Linked DNA regions of Mus musculus: region 1 is linked to region 2. A link is a contact called in public Hi-C data. All regions are on one chromosome and are shown on one strand. Each heading gives the region's core, a stretch centred on a gene start, on an enhancer-like site or on the middle of the called end of the contact. The rest is flanking DNA. Distances are from core to core; before and after follow the strand shown. Region 1 holds the start of Ccdc85a (coiled-coil domain containing 85A). Region 2 overlaps Ccdc85a (coiled-coil domain containing 85A).

The links. Hi-C and Micro-C count contacts between places; a contact is called where the count stands out from the background.
Region 1: a contact with region 2 is called in a Hi-C map of forebrain, with 3 times the contacts expected there. The contact joins the promoter of Ccdc85a here to the enhancer-like site in region 2. A contact is called at or near these places in 4 of 39 promoter capture datasets (embryonic stem cells, hippocampal neurons and stem cell-derived epiblast-like cells), 3 of 484 Hi-C or Micro-C datasets (cerebral cortex and forebrain), 4 of 115 datasets of contacts at active chromatin or transcription factors (cardiomyocytes, embryonic stem cells, neural progenitor cells and 1 more) and 1 of 9 other capture datasets (adipose tissue).

Annotation. Positions count from the first base shown.
Region 1 is chr11:28,581,740-28,587,427 of GRCm38.p6, forward strand. Ccdc85a (coiled-coil domain containing 85A) reads right to left here and starts at 2,585. Exons shown (of 5, transcript NM_181577.5): 1 at 1,543-2,585. The coding sequence starts at 1,803.
Region 2 is chr11:28,420,293-28,425,252 of GRCm38.p6, forward strand. All of the region lies in intron 3 of Ccdc85a (coiled-coil domain containing 85A), which reads right to left. Among named protein-coding and RNA genes, the nearest start is that of Ccdc85a, 160 kb to the right of the region's middle. Within about 2 kb of position 2,334, at least 27 of the 459 cell types and tissues checked have an H3K27ac peak or open chromatin away from gene starts, as enhancers often do. A contact at or near this core is called in forebrain and hippocampal neurons, where this site is marked.

The sequences.
Region 1 (5,688 bases), core at 1,335-3,834, 160 kb after region 2:
TAACCTGGAGCAACACAAGCAAGACCTACTGCCCAGCCTTGCCAAGACACCCAGCTCCTGGAGGCACATGGGTCTACTTCATGTTTTCTCCTGATGACAGCAACTACAAGTTTCCAGCACCAAACCTCTCTACATTGTTGTAGCTTCTTACAGTACCTTAAGAAATAGACTTTACCTTTCACCTTTTATTAATCAACAAAAAAGGCCACCCTAATAAATGAGAATTCTTCAAACTTACTTCCAAGACCATATTCCTTCTATTCTACCCTTCCTCTCATTTCCCCAAGAAGTCTTCTACTTAATAATTACTCATTAGTAATAAATTAAAACGTGAAAGATTTTGACTGTGGGAATAGTCATTTCTGCACCCACTCTAGGCAGTGTGTGACATCAAGTTTGGACCTGAGAGAGCCATCTCTGCAGGGGCTCACACATGGGTGAGTCTGGAGCATCTGCCCATCTGTCCGTTCACAATCCTCAGAATCCCAGAGCTGGAGCGCTGGAGCAATTAAGGAGTGGTGCCTATTCACTGAGAATCCAAGGGGGAAAGGAGAGACACTGGAACATTTTGTGCTTGGAGGGAATTTGGTCCCTGGGGTTCCTATGTTGATTTCGTTTGTGTCTGCCTTCCTATAAACAAAAGCAGAACAATGACAGGAAGGAATACCAGAAGGCTCCAGGCTAGCTGTGAGCAAAGGAAGTTTGCAGTGCACAGCATCAGGTCAGGGCGTTCCCGATGGGTCTGCTGCAGCCTGACTGGCACATTGGAGCTCTTCAAGGAGAAAAGAAAGTTCCTGGGTTTGGGAGTAGACAAAGCATCACTAAGAACACTTACCCAGCGCCTTCTACACTTGCCCCCACCTCATGCTTAATAAAATTAATGTAAAATCCAGAGTGAAGAAAGAACAGGTAAGTAAAGCAGTTTGAGGTGATGACAATGCTAGTAAGGGAAGAAAATCAGGAGAGCTAGTAGAAGATTTGAAGGCAGAAATCTTGCTTACCTGCACCCAGTACCGAGTCATACTCACACTGGCTCCTCGGGTGGTACCCGAGGCTTCTCTCCTGTTCTTAGCAGTTGTGTCCTTTCTTTGCCCTCTGCTCACCAGAAAGCTAGTGGTGGTGCAGGAGCAGCTACACCCGACCCCTAAAGGTGAAGAGGCACTGGGCTGGCAAGCTCTCTAGTCTTCTCCCTTGGTGTACTGTAACCTAATTCCTGAAGCGTCTTTGTTCCTTGGGACTTTAAATATCCCCTGTGCTCACCGTGCCCTTCTCTGACTTCTGACATCCTTGGTTCCTAATCCCTTAGTCTCAGAAGCATCAAAGAAAGCCAGATGCCAAGTCCCCGTAAGAAGAAAAGAAAGGGCCTCCAAAGTTTGGAAAACTTTAAGGTCTGGAGATGGGGACAAGGGGTGCTCCTGGGAGAAGGGAGAAGCTCACCTGTTGATGGAGGTACGAAAGTTTGGCTCTCCCACCCTCCTCCCACCGCGATTCCCAGATCCCTGCCACGCCCAGCCCAGCCTTCTTGCCAGGCCCAATACTCACCTTGAGCCCTCGGATCTCGCCGAGATGCAGCTGCAGGCGGCGGTTGACCTCGCGAATGAGGTTGCTGTGGTCCAGCATCGCGCTCACCTTCTCGGCTTCGGCTCGCCGCAGGCTGCGGATCAGCTCCTCCTTGCTCCACTGCAGCAGCTCTTCGTCCGTCACTTTAGATAGATCATCCACGCCCGTGGGTGTCGACGCACCGGCCGGAGCCGAGGGACAACTTTCCGCCGCTGGCGCTGAGCCTCCAGCCGCCTTAGACATGGTATCCGCGCAGCGGCAGGTGCGAGTGGGTAGAGGCGAAACGACTGGCGAAGGTGCAGGCGCGGCTGGGTGGCCTCCTCCCACACCCCTGTACGCTTCCAGAGTCAGAGGTACCTCCGGGGGACCGCTGCGTGGGGACGGCAGGAATCGCGCTGCGTGGCCATCCTACCTCGCCATCCAAGCGCGAGTACCTGCCGAATCTCGGGGCCCGACAGCCAGTTCCTGGTGGCTGCATAGGTCCGTCCCAACTCGGCGCAATTCCATGGTGAAGGGCGCCGGGGAGCAGGAGCGGGCGGGGACACCAAGAGAGATCTGTCTCAATCCCCTGCCCTCTCCTTCGCTCAGATCCAGACAGCCATCCCTCACGGTCTGACACACACACACACACACACACACACACACACACACACACACACAGGCACACGATGCACACGCCCTTCCCTCTCGCTTGCTAAACCCCGAGGCTCCGCTGCTACCCTAGGGCGAGCTGCTGTCCTTCCCAGAAAGCTCCGCGCAGCTGGCTAGCTGTAGTCCTATGGCTGATCCTAAACTGTTCTGGGAAGCCTTGGGTTTTCAGAGCCCAGAAAAGGATGGGCGGGGATTGGGGAGCAGCAGCAGGGAGGAAGCTGGCTCCCGGGGCGCCCGCATTCCGCAACACCTTCTGCAAAGGCCAAACCCGAATGGCACTCAGCTGCCCAACCGGACCCTGAGCTCCTGGTGCTCTGCTGCTAGGGACGATTGGGAGCGCGGTTCCCAGAGCACAGGGATGCGGGTGGGGCTGGAGTCAAGAGCAGGTGCCGCCAGGGCGTTGAGAGGCTCGCGCGCGCCACCAAGTGACTATAGGCTGTCCCCTCCCCTCCATCTCTGCAAGTCAGACTAGTTCAGGAGAGGCAGCCTGCTGACCAAAATGAGCGACATTCAGTTCTTGGAAGAATTGGATGCAGAAATTTCGAGAGCAAGACATATGACTAACTAGCTAGATGCACTTCGGAGAACTGGAGAAGAGGGAAGAAAGCCTGTACCGGAGGTCACAAAATCCTCAAGTTCAGGAAATCAGGGCAAAGAGCTGTTAAATTCAGCCCTTTGGGGACCTCCACCCCATTCCCAGGCCTTTGTTTTCTCTAAAATCTCACCACCTTATGAAGAAGCTTCAGGTGGAAGTACTTGGCCCTTTTAAAGTTCGTTTGGGAAATATCAAGGCCTTTAGAAAATAAAATAACTTCTGCTTCTCCAGGAGCCTGGATTTTCAGGTCTGCATACCCGGTGCCCTTGGCAAAGTAAACTGAAATACCAACCAATACCAACTGAGCTTTTCACTCCTCTGTGCTGCAAACTGGGCTGGCCTTTGATGGTCCGATCTGGAAGGAGGGTTCTATGTTTTGGCTAGTCTCTGGTTAAATACAGCACAATCCTCTTTCAGCTGAAAATACACTTGTTTTCCTAAAGGATGGGTGCAGAAGGCCCTGACAGTATCATTTCTAGGAAGCTGACAGGACCAGAAAATTATAGAATCACACTATCCCAGCCTGAGCTTCTGTCACAGTGAGGGTCTCAATCAGTTCCCTCTAATGAGGCAGTGCATATCCTCTTTAAAGCTGCCACCTTGTGAAAAATGATGAGTTAGGGACTGAAACCTTTGCCTTCTGGAGATCGAAGGAAAGTAGTACGGTTAGCCCCTGACCATGAACACACACACACACACACACACACACACACACACACACACACACACACACCACATACATAACTGTACTCATAGAGACTTCCTTCTGTATCTGGGCCTTTGCCCTCTCTTCTCACAGCATGCATGTACTCTCACCTTCTCTCTGACATACTGGCATCCAACTCTCCCCCCCCCCCACACACACACACACTAACCTTTGGTCATATTTGCAACCCAAAAATGTCTTCCTTGGTACGCTGAAGCACTGTAATCCTAGGAGAAAGTGGCTCCTCTCTCAATTTTCAGCAAAGGGAGAAGTCTGTTAAAGGTTTCTTTCAACACACCCAGAGACCAAGACCCAGCTAGTCCTCCAATGCTTTCCACTGCTTACTTCAGCTTACAACCCTCCCAACCTTTCACTTCAGATAACTCAGTCCTTCCCCTGTATTAATGGTCTTGACTATGTCTGGTGTAATTTTCTTGACATTTCCTTGTCTCTCCGATGCACAGGTTTTTAAGAGAATGCTGCATAACAGTTTGGAAATGGAAGAGAATACACAAGATGGAAAATTGTGAATGTCGTTCCATGTTCTTGCTTTTGATGAATCTTGAGTCACTGGTACTCAGGCCCCATGGAGACGGCTTGCTTTTAGGTGCTTCATCGGGACTTTAAAACAAAGTTCAGCCAATGATTACAGTGCCCAGGGCAGCTTCTTGTTTGAATCTTGGAACCACCATGGTATTTATCCCTAGATGACAGGAATCTACTGCTTTGCTCAGTTTATTTCTCAAGATTTATCATTTTTTGTCATGCATTCATCCTTCATAGTCCCCTAAGCAAGTTGCACCTTCAGCAGATTCCACCGTCTACTACTGGACCCAATCTTAGTCTTCCCAGACTCCAAACCATGGGATAGAACAATCTAGTGACTGTAAGACACCCAATAATAGGTCAAGTAAGAAAATAAGTTTTCATCTCTGTGCACCCCTTAACTCCTAGCTCAGAGTAAGCATTAAATGAAAATAGGCGGAAAGAAAGGGGGCCAATGGTAACATAACTGTCAGGGACCTTTCCTTATCTGCATTCTTTTAGCCTCTTTGTTTGGATTGTCTTACAACCCACAACATATACACAACCCTTAATTTTGAAAATATTAATTACTGTTTAGTATTGTACTGTTAGGGAAGTTAGAGAAGTGTTGAACACAGTTGGAACTTTTTCAAATTGTTTAAAATTAGGATAAAATGTGCCTATAATGACTTAGCCTCAAATTTCTGCAAAATGTATTCAGTTGACAGTTTTGTTGTTGTTGTTGTTGTTGTTGTTGTTGTTGTTGTTGTTGTTGTTGTTGTTGCTGTTGCTGCTGCTGTTGCTGCTGCTGCTGGTGGTGGTGTTGCTGCTGTGCTTTGTTTCATTTTGTTATTTTCTGATGATGCCAGACAAAATCCATCGGCATTGTAAAGCAGGGCTGACCTCACTGTATCTGTTTTGAACCCAGTAACACAGGCAGCTGTAGACACATTCTGCCATATTTCCACAAGAGCCAATTTCCCAGAAAATATGCACAACTCAGCATAAATGTATTACAGTTCACCTTTGATACCTCACTTCTGAGTCCAGAATTATGCCTTCCATGCCCATGGACTTTACTTGATAAAACAATGAGCCAAACTATATCCATCCTCCCATAAGTTTCTTCATGCTAGGTATGGTCACACTGATAGAAAAAGAAACAGGCCATCTCACTGTTAGTCCCGACCAATTCCAGAAGAGAGCCAGTTTTACAGAGGACAAGGAGGAGGAGGTAGGACCACTGAGGCAGGGGTTGGAGCTCTGCAGTCTCCTCCAATCTCTGTAGTAACCACTGGAAGCTGGAAGACACAGCAATAGATACTGCCTAGGGCTTTCAGAGGAACACAGTTAAATGGCTTTTAACTCTTTAAGATTCACTTCGGACTTCTGGCTATGTTTTAAGGCTTGTTTTGAGGTTTGTAGCCTCAACAAGAAACCAATAAATTACCACTTAAAACAAAGCATGGCTGTGCTTTAGTTACTCTGTAGCTAGTGGATACCTACTATCCTATCCGGTTCTCTTCCTTTTTAGAGGGTAAGGATCTCATTCTTCTACCATATCTGTCAAGTAAAGCATTTGTTGTAGACGCTCAGTAGAGGTTGTTCAAATGTTGTCCCTGGGGTGCCTGTGCTCTGATGTGTAAAAGAG
Region 2 (4,960 bases), core at 1,084-3,583:
CTGACATCTCACCTGTTCTCATTGCAGGCTGTTACCAGTGCCCAGATCCAACTCATTTTAAATGCTATCTTTAATCTCTACTTTGAAAGATGTTTTCTTTTTTCCTAATTCTAGGGCTTTATAAATTTTCAGTGCTGTTTATTATACCTCTTTCAATGGTACACACAGAGCCAAGGCTTCTAACTTCACAGGTTCAGGATATATGGACTTGCAAGAAACCCTACTTAGACACGAAGAAAATGAGGCATTTGTGCCTAACAAGAGAGTCCACAATCATTTATCATAAGTGTTTTATTTTCAAATATGTATATTATTAAAGAAAACTAGAGTCTTCCTGTTTACTATATAAAATTTTATATTAAAATTAAAAGCCAAGAAGGTTATATTTTATCACTGAAAGTTATGCAAATCAACATGGCTCAGTATGTGAGCCCACTGTAACAGGTATTTAATATGACATGTACCTCAAACATATATAACTATGCTGATGTTATTTAAACAGCTTTAAATAGATATCTGGTAACATTTTATTAATTTTAGAATCAATTAAGTTATATAACCCACAGTGATAGAAATAGACGTGTTTATAAATTAAAACCTCAAAACAATAGCTATTAAGTTTTTAAGGGATTTTAGAAACAAACATAAATAACACAACACACTTTTTTTGTGTATATCATATTTAAATTCCTTCTCATAGAAGGCATTGAATTACATAGTTTGGCTCAACTTTTCATGTCTCCAATGACAACCTCTTGTATAGGTAAGGAATATAAAGCTTGAGGAATTTAGGAGTGTTCCCAGTCTGTGAGGGAGAGAAGGGCAGATACAGTCGTGAAGCTCTCACACATTACTGCACAGTGTTCTTTTTAGATACCACAGTGCTTGTTAACCATTTGATGACTCTGAGTCTAAAGTCACTAATTAAGGCTCCTTAAATATGACTGAATTGTGTCTTTTTCCACTGGGCAAGAGCAGCTATTGAGTATACTTAAGGAATTCTAAAGTCACTTAAAAATTTATATATATATATATATGTGTATATATATACATATATAAATTTATATGTATATAAATATATATATATATATTGATAACCTTATGTTGTTAAAGATCATAATTTACCTATATTAATTTTTGTGCATGATATGGTTAAATTCAGATAGTATAGATATTGCCTATTTGTATATATGTTTGTCTTACATGAAAGGACATATAAGTGATTACCAATTATGTGGCAACAATGGTTAGTTTTCAATATGTTATATTTCATAAGCAATATTTACTTTGTTTAGGCTACATTGAGGAGTCACATGGGAACACAAGATTTCATGGAAAAGGCTTGAATGTCATTATAGGAAACACCAGAATCAGAAAGCTTAGACACCTTTGTCCCAGTCACAGAGGAAGTAACCTATACCTACAAGACCTTTCTACATCCACTTTCAAGAGCTAGATCAGGCTCCAATGCAAGACTCTTTATGAATGAGCAAAGCTCATTAGAGTACAATGTATCCTAGCGTTTTGAAAACTCTTATGATGTGTTGGACTTTTTCCCTGATAAATTTTATTCATTGACATTATCTTTTCTAGGCATTAGTTTAAGTCTCCAATCATTTAGGTTTCTTAGTATCCAACACCACCTTAACAACTTGCTTTCTGTATCTACATGTGCCTCTATTCCAACATTCTCACACTAATAGAGTTCCCATTTGTCCTGTGAGGTTCTAATGAACTAGGTGTAGGCTTCCGCTTTTTGTTAATTATATGAATTATACATTTCCTCCCAAATATGACTCCAAAAGTGGTCATATTGACTAATTTTTCTATCCAGCCTCTACATATGTGTGTCCCCATATTGGGATCAATATTCATAAGAAAAACGAATTCTATACCAATTACTATGAAGGACAACAGAGTAGAAATTTCCATGCAGCAGCTGAAGAACATTCACTTCACTTTGCTGTAAGTATCCCAGAAAGCCTTACACTGTGACTGGGCATATGTGTTTTTGCATTTGTCTATGTTTGTGTACATGTGTGTGTGCCTGTGTATATGTGCAAAACAGTAACTGACTCCCCTAGAGTAATTTCTACCCATAAAGAAACCTGTACTTACAGCCTGACAAGATGCAAAATATTGGCAAATCATATTGTCAGAAAATGTGACACGGAAAAGGAGAAGAAAACAACATATAATAATTTCCACTATGGAAAAGGGAAAGGACATAGGGACTGCATTTGTCAGAGAATCTTGCCATCTCTGCCTGTGTACTGGCTGCTGATGTTTGCACATAACCAGAGATGAAGGAGCAGTTCTCAGATGTGAAGCTAGACTAATACTGTGTTGCCATGGAAGTGAGAGGCACAATTTCCTTAGCTCCTCTGTACCCTTCTCAGCACTTCTGGCAATAGTGACAGGTTCTTTTTCTTTGTTCAGAAACTGATTTGGAAGCAGCTCTTATTCCTTCTCAAAGCTCTGAAAGATGGCATTATGAGGCCACATTGTGATCAAATTGCATGAGAGGGTAAGTTTTCATTTCCAGGCCTAAAATTAGGTACTTCTGTGCACACTAGCACAACAAAAGTAGCCATGCTCACTGAAAGGAGCCCACTTGGTGGAGATTCCAGGGCCATATCTTTCAGGAAGGTCTGCTGAAGCCCAGCACAGAGGCAGGCAAGGACAACAGGCAGTTCTGGGTGTTCATATTGGTCCTGGAATCTCTCAAGAGGTGGGCAGGTACCCTATGAGGCACAAAGTACACAGAGTTCTTGCCAAGCAGATGCTGTTGCCAGAACATTTGATCAAAGGGAACAGATTTCCCAACAGGACTCGTAACAAATATACTTTATTTGCTTTGGACCTACAGCAAACTGCTTCATTTTTAACATTCATTGTGATGCATAATTTAGTCAATACAGACTATGTAAGGATAGTTATTCAAAACTGATAGTTTACATCAAATTTATATATGAAAAGCAACTGAGATCATAAAAGGGAAGCACCATGATTTACAATAAGGTCATCAGCTAAGTACATCAGCCATTTAAAGACGTGGTTGAATAGAATTCCCCACTGCAGACCAACACACAAAGAGACATGGTGGCATTAATACGTCCCTATGAGCATCAAGTAAACAATGATGGCATGAGTAGAGGGATTGAAACAAGGCTTGGATTTTTGGGTGTAACAACTATATCTCAAATTTGAATTTGAGGAGTGTCACTGTGACCCTTTGCTCAACCAGCCACTTCAACCACATGAGCAGAAAGCTTCTCTGGCCAGAGTTTTAGAAGTCAGTTTTCTATGCAGACTTATAATTGTATACTCCAACTTTGTGATTTTAAAGTATTTTAGAGATGTTTCAGGGAGAAAAATCCTATGAAATGCAGGGGTTTTCTTACTTGTGATGGGAGATGTTGCTTTCACTAAAAAACTAAATGTTTTCTTAGAAGATCCTTAGAGATGAAACAATAAGAATAGCTGCAGGAAAAAAATAATAGATTTAGGAACATCATTACACTGAATTATAGTAATAGTATGAGCCGATTATCAGGTCAACCTACATCTATCTTGGCCCGGGTCCCATTTTAACTAGCTGTCTGTCTAGTACAGCACTCCTAATCTCTGTGCACCTGATATTCTTTCACTTATAATATGAGCTGCCCTAAAGGATATGTAAGTTTCTTGTCAGTTCTGAAAATCTATGGCTCTGTATCCAGAAAAAAAAAAAAAAACCCTTGTATATCTATGTGAGTTTATATCGAAACAGATGTAACACTTTTCATTTTGATATAAAATTCTTTAAACAACTATAACTTTATACCACATGGAGTCCATTATTTTTATTGTTTACGATGTTGTGGGTGATCCTACTTTTTTGGTTAGCTAATAAAATTAAATATCAGCTACATTTATTTACACATCATGCGATCTTCTTCTGGTTCATATCACCTCAAACATGCATGGAGAGAACTGGGAGAGGAGTCTGAATAGTTTTGGCATGAAATGCCTTCCTAGAGAGGATACATAATCTTTTGGGATATTTTTAAATGTTGTCTTATTGAAAACTGCTCACATAATATTCAAGGATACATTTCTTAAGTTCTTGTAGTTTTTCTGGTAGAGTACCAGCCTTTTTAAAAGGCAACTTCTTTTGAAATAAAATACCTAGCAATAATCCATTTTTTTTTTTTTTTTTTTTTGGTTTTTTGAGACAGGGTTTCTCTGTATAGCCCTGGTTGTCCTGGAACTCACTTTGTAGACCAGGCTGGCCTCAAACTCAGAAATCCATCTGCCTCTGCCTCCCGAGTGCTGGGATTAAAGGCGTGTTCCATCACACCCAACCTGATTTATCTTGAAGGACAAAACTGGCTACCATTTCTAAGTATAGAAAAACCATTTTTCCTTTGGATATGGACATACTGTTTGATTGAAAAGTGTACATAAACATGATTTAAAGTGCTGCTCCATAAACCTGGAAGGGCACTCTTGTGACTCCTACAGCTCAAGAAACTCTACCTTCCTTGAACATACACTGCTGTACAGCAGAGGTGGGGTTTCCATACCACTTCCTATGGGAAACTCTGTCACCAGTTGTAACTAAATCCATTATATCCAGCCTCTTACAACTGTTCTATACAGTCATCTCTTCATTTGTAAGTGTTACTGCTCAGATGGATAAGTATTCTGTCAGTTGGGAGGCAAGAAATACCACAAAATCACACCTCAAACAAACCTCACAGAAGACATTTACCTGGAGGGAAGAACCCAGGGTGACGGCTGCCACTGCTTGGTTAGAAGCAGTAGAGAACTGATCAGAAGACAGGGTTTATACAGGATTTCTTAAGGTAGGAGGAAGAGATTTCCAGGGTGGGGCTTGGTTGTATTTCAAGTCCTGAGCTTGCACTTTTACTCTGTAGGGTGGGGATGGCTGTTAGAGCAATAAGAGTACTCTGTG